Regions from separate parts of the Mus musculus genome. Here region 2 is linked to region 1. Evidence: chromatin contacts called from public capture Hi-C data. All regions are on one chromosome and are shown on one strand. Each heading gives the region's core, a stretch centred on a gene start, on an enhancer-like site or on the middle of the called end of the contact. The rest is flanking DNA. Distances are from core to core; before and after follow the strand shown.

Region 1 (2,681 bases), core at 91-2,590:
ACAATAACTACAATAGTAACAAAAGATTCTCTGAAAATATTCGGGTATCCAATGGGTACATAAAAAGACACTCGTCAGTAGTCATTAGAGAAATGCAATTCAAAGCAGAGTGAGACCAGGCAGATGGTGCAGGAGGATGGCAATGTCAGAGACCAGCCTGGGCCAGTCACTTTCACAGAGATGGTGTAAGAGAGCAGCCAGAGTCCTAGACTCCAAGTTGAACAGCAAGTTCCACAGCTGGCAGGGAAGTGAAAGTGCTTAACAGATAGACTTTCAGTCTGAGATAATGAAGAAAGTTCTAGAAATAGTTAATAGGGAAGGCTGTGCAATGAATGTACTCCAAGTCATTGAACTGTATTCTACAGAAAAAAAAAAAAAAATGAGCAAAAGAAAAGATAGGGTGGGTGAAGAGGCTAGGGTAACGGGAAATAGACTCTTGCTATGATACCCAAGCTGGCCCTGAGCTCACTCGGTAGCCAAAGCTGGTCTCAACCTCTTCCTGCCTTATTTCCCAAATAGCTTAGCTTTCAGGCTTGTACCACAGGGACTGTGGCCTCCACCATTTGTGAGCGTGGAAGAATACTAGGGAACGGGGTTAACATCTGAATGACACTGTATTAGAGTTGTGACCAATACAAAGTAATGGCAGGATGCGCTTATCTCCCTTAAGGTTTATTCTCACTTTTCATTTATGTGTCCTGTGCACATCCGTGTGAATGTACATTAGATGCACAGAGGCCAGAAGAGGGTGTTGGACGCTCCCAAAGCCGGAGGCACTGGCAATTTTGAGATGCCAGATGTGGGTGTTTCCGACAGGACTTTGGTCTTCGCTAAGAACACCAAACATTCTTGACCGGTGAGCTTCCTCCGCAGCCCCCAGCTTGTGACTGTGTTAATGACACAGTTTCCTCCTCTTTGCCCTTTCTCTCACTCCACCTTTCTCAGAGACAAAGGCTGGGACCTTCCAGGAAGAAGATTCCTCTTTACTGTCCCTCTGGACAATCTCGAATACCTCCGGGTCCACGTCAAGCTCCACTCCCTTTGTGTCCCTATCCAATTTCCTCTTACAACTCGCAGGAAGATGGTAAAAAGCTCAATAAAATGGAAAATGATTTAAAAAAAAAAAAAAAAAAAAACCCTGCATAAAATGACATGTGGCTATTCTCCTCAGGATGGGAAGTTGGTTTTTCTTCCTCAAGCAACCCTGCTACAATCTCTTCCTGTCTGTGGAGAGAAATGTGACAGTCATTCTGATCTTCCAGTGAAATCCTCACTCAGTGGCTAAGCAGCCAGCAAGGGAAAGGTCACAGAGCAGTTGGGAAACTCATGATAGCCCACGCAACAGGAACAAAGAACCGGCATGTGTTGAGAAAGCGGAGAGGGAAGAGAAATGAGCAGGCCTATGTAGAATGCAGGAAGTGGTGGCTTTTCCAGCTCTGTATGGCCTGGAAGTTGAGGGGAGACTGAAGGGAGTGGCTCAATTCTAGGCAGATAACTCTAAGGAAAGATCAGTTAACTCTGGGTCAGGAGATGTCAGGTGGCCAAAATAGCATTCAAGTCCACTGCCATGCAAGTAGAGCATGCCTGCCATGAGTGCTGTTGTCTGAAGGGATATGGGGATACAGAGTCATGGCCCAACAGAAGGAGCTACGTCAACCTAAGGGGGGAAGCCCTATAGCCTGAAGGCTGCAATCTACTGGCCCGAAACAGTTGTTCCTTTGGCCTGGGACTTCCCTTAAAATCTGAATTGAACATACTTGAAATCAGGAGAGGGTTTGTTCTATCTCACTTTGTGGGGGGCAGAGTGGGGGGTGCAATGGTTAACATTCATTGTCAGCTTGACAGGATCTAGGAGCATCTAGGTGAGCCACCTCTGACAAAGCCTACGAAGGAGTTTCTAGACTGGGTTAGCTGAGATGGAAAGATCTACCCTGAATGTGGGCAACACATTTTCAACCGGCTGAATTCTAGGACTTACTGACAAGGAGAAAGGGGGCTGAAAGCAGCGCTCATCTCTCCGCGTCCTGACTACAATTGCAGTGTGAACAGCTGCCTCATGTTCCTGTTACAGTGACGTTCCCACAGTAAGTGACTGAATCCTCTCAAATGTATCCCCCAAAGCACCCTTTCCCCCTTAATGTAACTCCATCAGGTTTTTGACTGAGGCAATGAAAGAAAGTAACTAATACAGTCTCACACCGTACAGTCCTAGCTAACCTCAAACTTACGATCTCCCTGCCTCTGCCTCCCTGATGCTACCACACCCAGCAGAAATCAAGCGTTTTTTTTTTATATTTTAAAAGCTCCCTCGTCGTATTCTTTCCCCCTTGGTGTAGTGGGGATGTTGAAGAGTAAACCCAGGTCATCATGTGCTCCCAGCAAGTGCTGTACTCTGACTCTGTCCCCCAGCCCAGCCTTCTCTTTGAAAGACAGAAAGCTCTGCTTCCGCATCTTTGTTAGCAAGAGTAGGAAGACGGTACTGTCAAAGGACAGTTGCTCCTCCTAAGGAAGACTGCAACTATCAATGTCTCCTATTGTACTGTAAGTTCCAGGTGCACCTGGGATATTTGCATCTAATTTGCTCATATTCCTGAGAGGACTTGGAGCCCTGCAGGGGTATGATGCTTCTGCAGCTCATACTAAGGTCAGCACTCAGAAGCTGCTAGAGTTAAAGATTGCTC
Region 2 (2,681 bases), core at 126-2,625, 200 kb before region 1:
GGGGCTAAAGAAGAAAGTCCCTGCATCAGAAGAACCAGACACAAAGCTTCCTTAGCATATAGCTCATGGACAAAAAAGAAGTCAATTTTAATGATGTCAGGTAACAGCCAGGTTCTATCATACCCCAGCCACAGAACTACGGGCAAGAACCTCCGCACATTTCCTCATCTGTAAAACTGTCTGATGGGTCACAAAAAGGGCTATGATGACGATCACAAGCTATAGGAGATGGTTGGTGAAGACACTCAGCAAGTGCCTTTCAAATAATATCACTGGGTACCTGATATGCAATCTAAGCAAGCACACTTCCTTATGGCAGTCTGGGGATGGGGTAGATTCTAGAGTTATTTAATGTTGCAATGGTGAGAAGCTGAGAAATGTGCCCAGGCATTCAAACTGTAAGTTGTAGTGACCGGGCTGACATGCAGTCTGACCCCAGAGCTGCAGACACTGTCAGGAGGTTGGGCATGATCCAGAGATGCCACCACCCACACTGCTTCAGGGAGCCAATGCCATTTCTGTGCAGGAACAAGGATCTAGAATTTCCCATCAGAGTTGAGTCTGTACAGATTTCTGTTTTGTCAGTATTGGTGGAAAGCCTACATTGTTGGCCATAAGGAGATGCTATATAGAAGACTGTTTGCCGGGTGTGGTGGTGCATGCCTTTAATCCCAGCACTCGGGAGGCAGAGGCAGACGGATTTCTGAGTTCGAGGCCAGCCTGGTCTACAAAGTGAGCTTCAGGACAGCCAGAACTATACAGAGAAACCCTGTCTCGGATTTAAAAAAGAAGAAGAAGAAGAAGTCTGTTTTGACTGGTCTGTCCGAACAGCTATAATAGCGAGAAACTTTTCTTCCCAGTCTTGGGAGCATGCCCAGTAGCACAGTGCTGTTTTTCAATGAAGTAAATTTTTATAATTAAGCAGTTGACTTGGATAAGACTTAACATCTCTGGTCCCAGGGGGATAACTTTTACAGTAGAATCAACATAATAAAGACCCCTGAGACCAGGCTAACTACTGTGCTGCACGGAACAGCTAGGATTCAGGTGCATATATTTCTGTGACCAGAGGGGGCTGGAGAGATGGCTCAGTGGTTAAGAGCACTGACTGTTCTTCCAAAGGTCCTGAGTTTAATTCCCAGCAACCACATGATGGCTCACAACCACCCATAATGAGATCTGATGCCCTCTTCTGGTGCATCTGAAGACAGCTACAGTATACTTACATATAATAATAAATAAATCTTTAAAAAAAAAAAAAAAAAAAAAAAAAAAAAAAAAAAAAAAAGGAAGATGTGACCAGAGTCTCTTCTGCACTCTGGTTGGCATCTCAGATGGAAATGCCAGTTCATGTCCTAAAAAGGGAATGTCATAAGAAGCAGAAGGAAATGGGGCTTGACTGGTCATCATTGCCACAGACAAGCTCTTGCTAACAACAGCTCAACACAACCTGATTTAGAGATCTGACTTCATCCTTCTCACAGAGCACAGTTTGGCTAAAGAGCCATGAAGCAATGCCATTTGACTCCTTCTAGTTGGCAATGGTCCAAGGAGATCACTTTCTGGCCCAGATCACAAGCAGTATTATACCTCGGTGTTACATTGTGGAAAATGGGGCAACAGTTATACATCTCTGATACAAAGCCATATTTCTTCTGATCTCTCCATTTATCACAAACTTGAGTCTTCAGGCTTTTACTTTTCATCTGGGCACAGCCTTGTCTTTGTGCTCATCAGCCTTCTAATCAGAAGTTTTCAGACATGAATCTTTTGAAAGGAGAAGTATCCTCCAATCAGAGGCAGGCTGTAGTTTCACTGGCAAGATTTGTTTCTCTCTCTGTAAGCATAAATTAATGGAGAGCTACACCTTTCTTTTCTTTCTTTTTGGGTGGCGTCTAGATTGGAAGAAACATAGTAGCTGCTGCAAAGCCTGTTGCATTTAAACAAAACTTACTTTCAGACTGATCAATGGCAACATCTACATGAGTACTCCTAACACAGAGGTGAGAAGTTTGATGTGCTTAATACTGAAAGTCATTTGCCCAGTTGCCTAGTGTGCAGGAGAATTACAGTGGGGACTGCATTTCATTGCCGAGTACAAATTATGGCAGAACTTGGTGTTTTAAAACACCAGTCATTTCGTACTGCTTGTCATGATTTTGGTCAGGAATCTGGGAAGGACTTGGTGGGGTGGTTCTCACTGGGGATTTCCCATGCCCTGGTACTCACATGTCACTTAGATTGTGGTCATACAGAAATGCCAAAGGCCTAAATAGTCAAGATGACCATCGCTGGCAGGGAGCTAATCCAAGGCCATAGCTAGGTTAAGAGTGGCTCTTCAGCATCACCCTCACCATGTTCTCCTGGTGCTTCTACTCCAAGAACACAAGGCAGGAGCTGCATACAACAGTCACCAGTCTGCACATATTTCAAGGAAAAGACAGAACTCCTGTGTTCCAATAGAAAGCCCATAAATGCCAAGCCATTCTGTCCATAAACCCCCATAGAAGAGAATGCTGCTTAGACTAAGACTGCTCAAAGATACCTAGGGAGAGAGGAAGGGAGATTATCTAATGAGTGCAAGGTTCATTCAATCACCTCCACAGCATCACCAATGTACTCATTTCCAAACATTTCTTCATCTCTGGTCCTTGTGTTGAGAGCATATCCAGAACTCTTCA

The links. Capture Hi-C pulls out chosen DNA fragments and counts their contacts.
Region 2: a contact with region 1 is called in a capture Hi-C map of bone marrow-derived macrophages, with 2.4 times the contacts expected there. The contact joins two enhancer-like sites. A contact is called at or near these places in 5 of 484 Hi-C or Micro-C datasets (CD8 T cells, bone marrow-derived macrophages, liver and 2 more), 1 of 115 datasets of contacts at active chromatin or transcription factors (pancreatic cancer cells) and 1 of 9 other capture datasets (bone marrow-derived macrophages).

The regions. Positions count from the first base shown.
Region 1 is chr15:62,055,235-62,057,915 of GRCm38.p6, reverse strand. The region is part of intron 1 of Pvt1 (Pvt1 oncogene); the gene reads right to left. Among named protein-coding and RNA genes, the nearest start is that of Pvt1, 19 kb to the right of the region's middle. Within about 2 kb of position 1,340, at least 71 of the 459 cell types and tissues checked have an H3K27ac peak or open chromatin away from gene starts, as enhancers often do. A contact at or near this core is called in bone marrow-derived macrophages, where this site is marked.
Region 2 is chr15:62,251,030-62,253,710 of GRCm38.p6, reverse strand. All of the region lies in intron 4 of Pvt1 (Pvt1 oncogene), which reads right to left. Among named protein-coding and RNA genes, the nearest start is that of Pvt1, 210 kb to the right of the region's middle. Within about 2 kb of position 1,375, at least 14 of the 459 cell types and tissues checked have an H3K27ac peak or open chromatin away from gene starts, as enhancers often do. A contact at or near this core is called in bone marrow-derived macrophages, where this site is marked.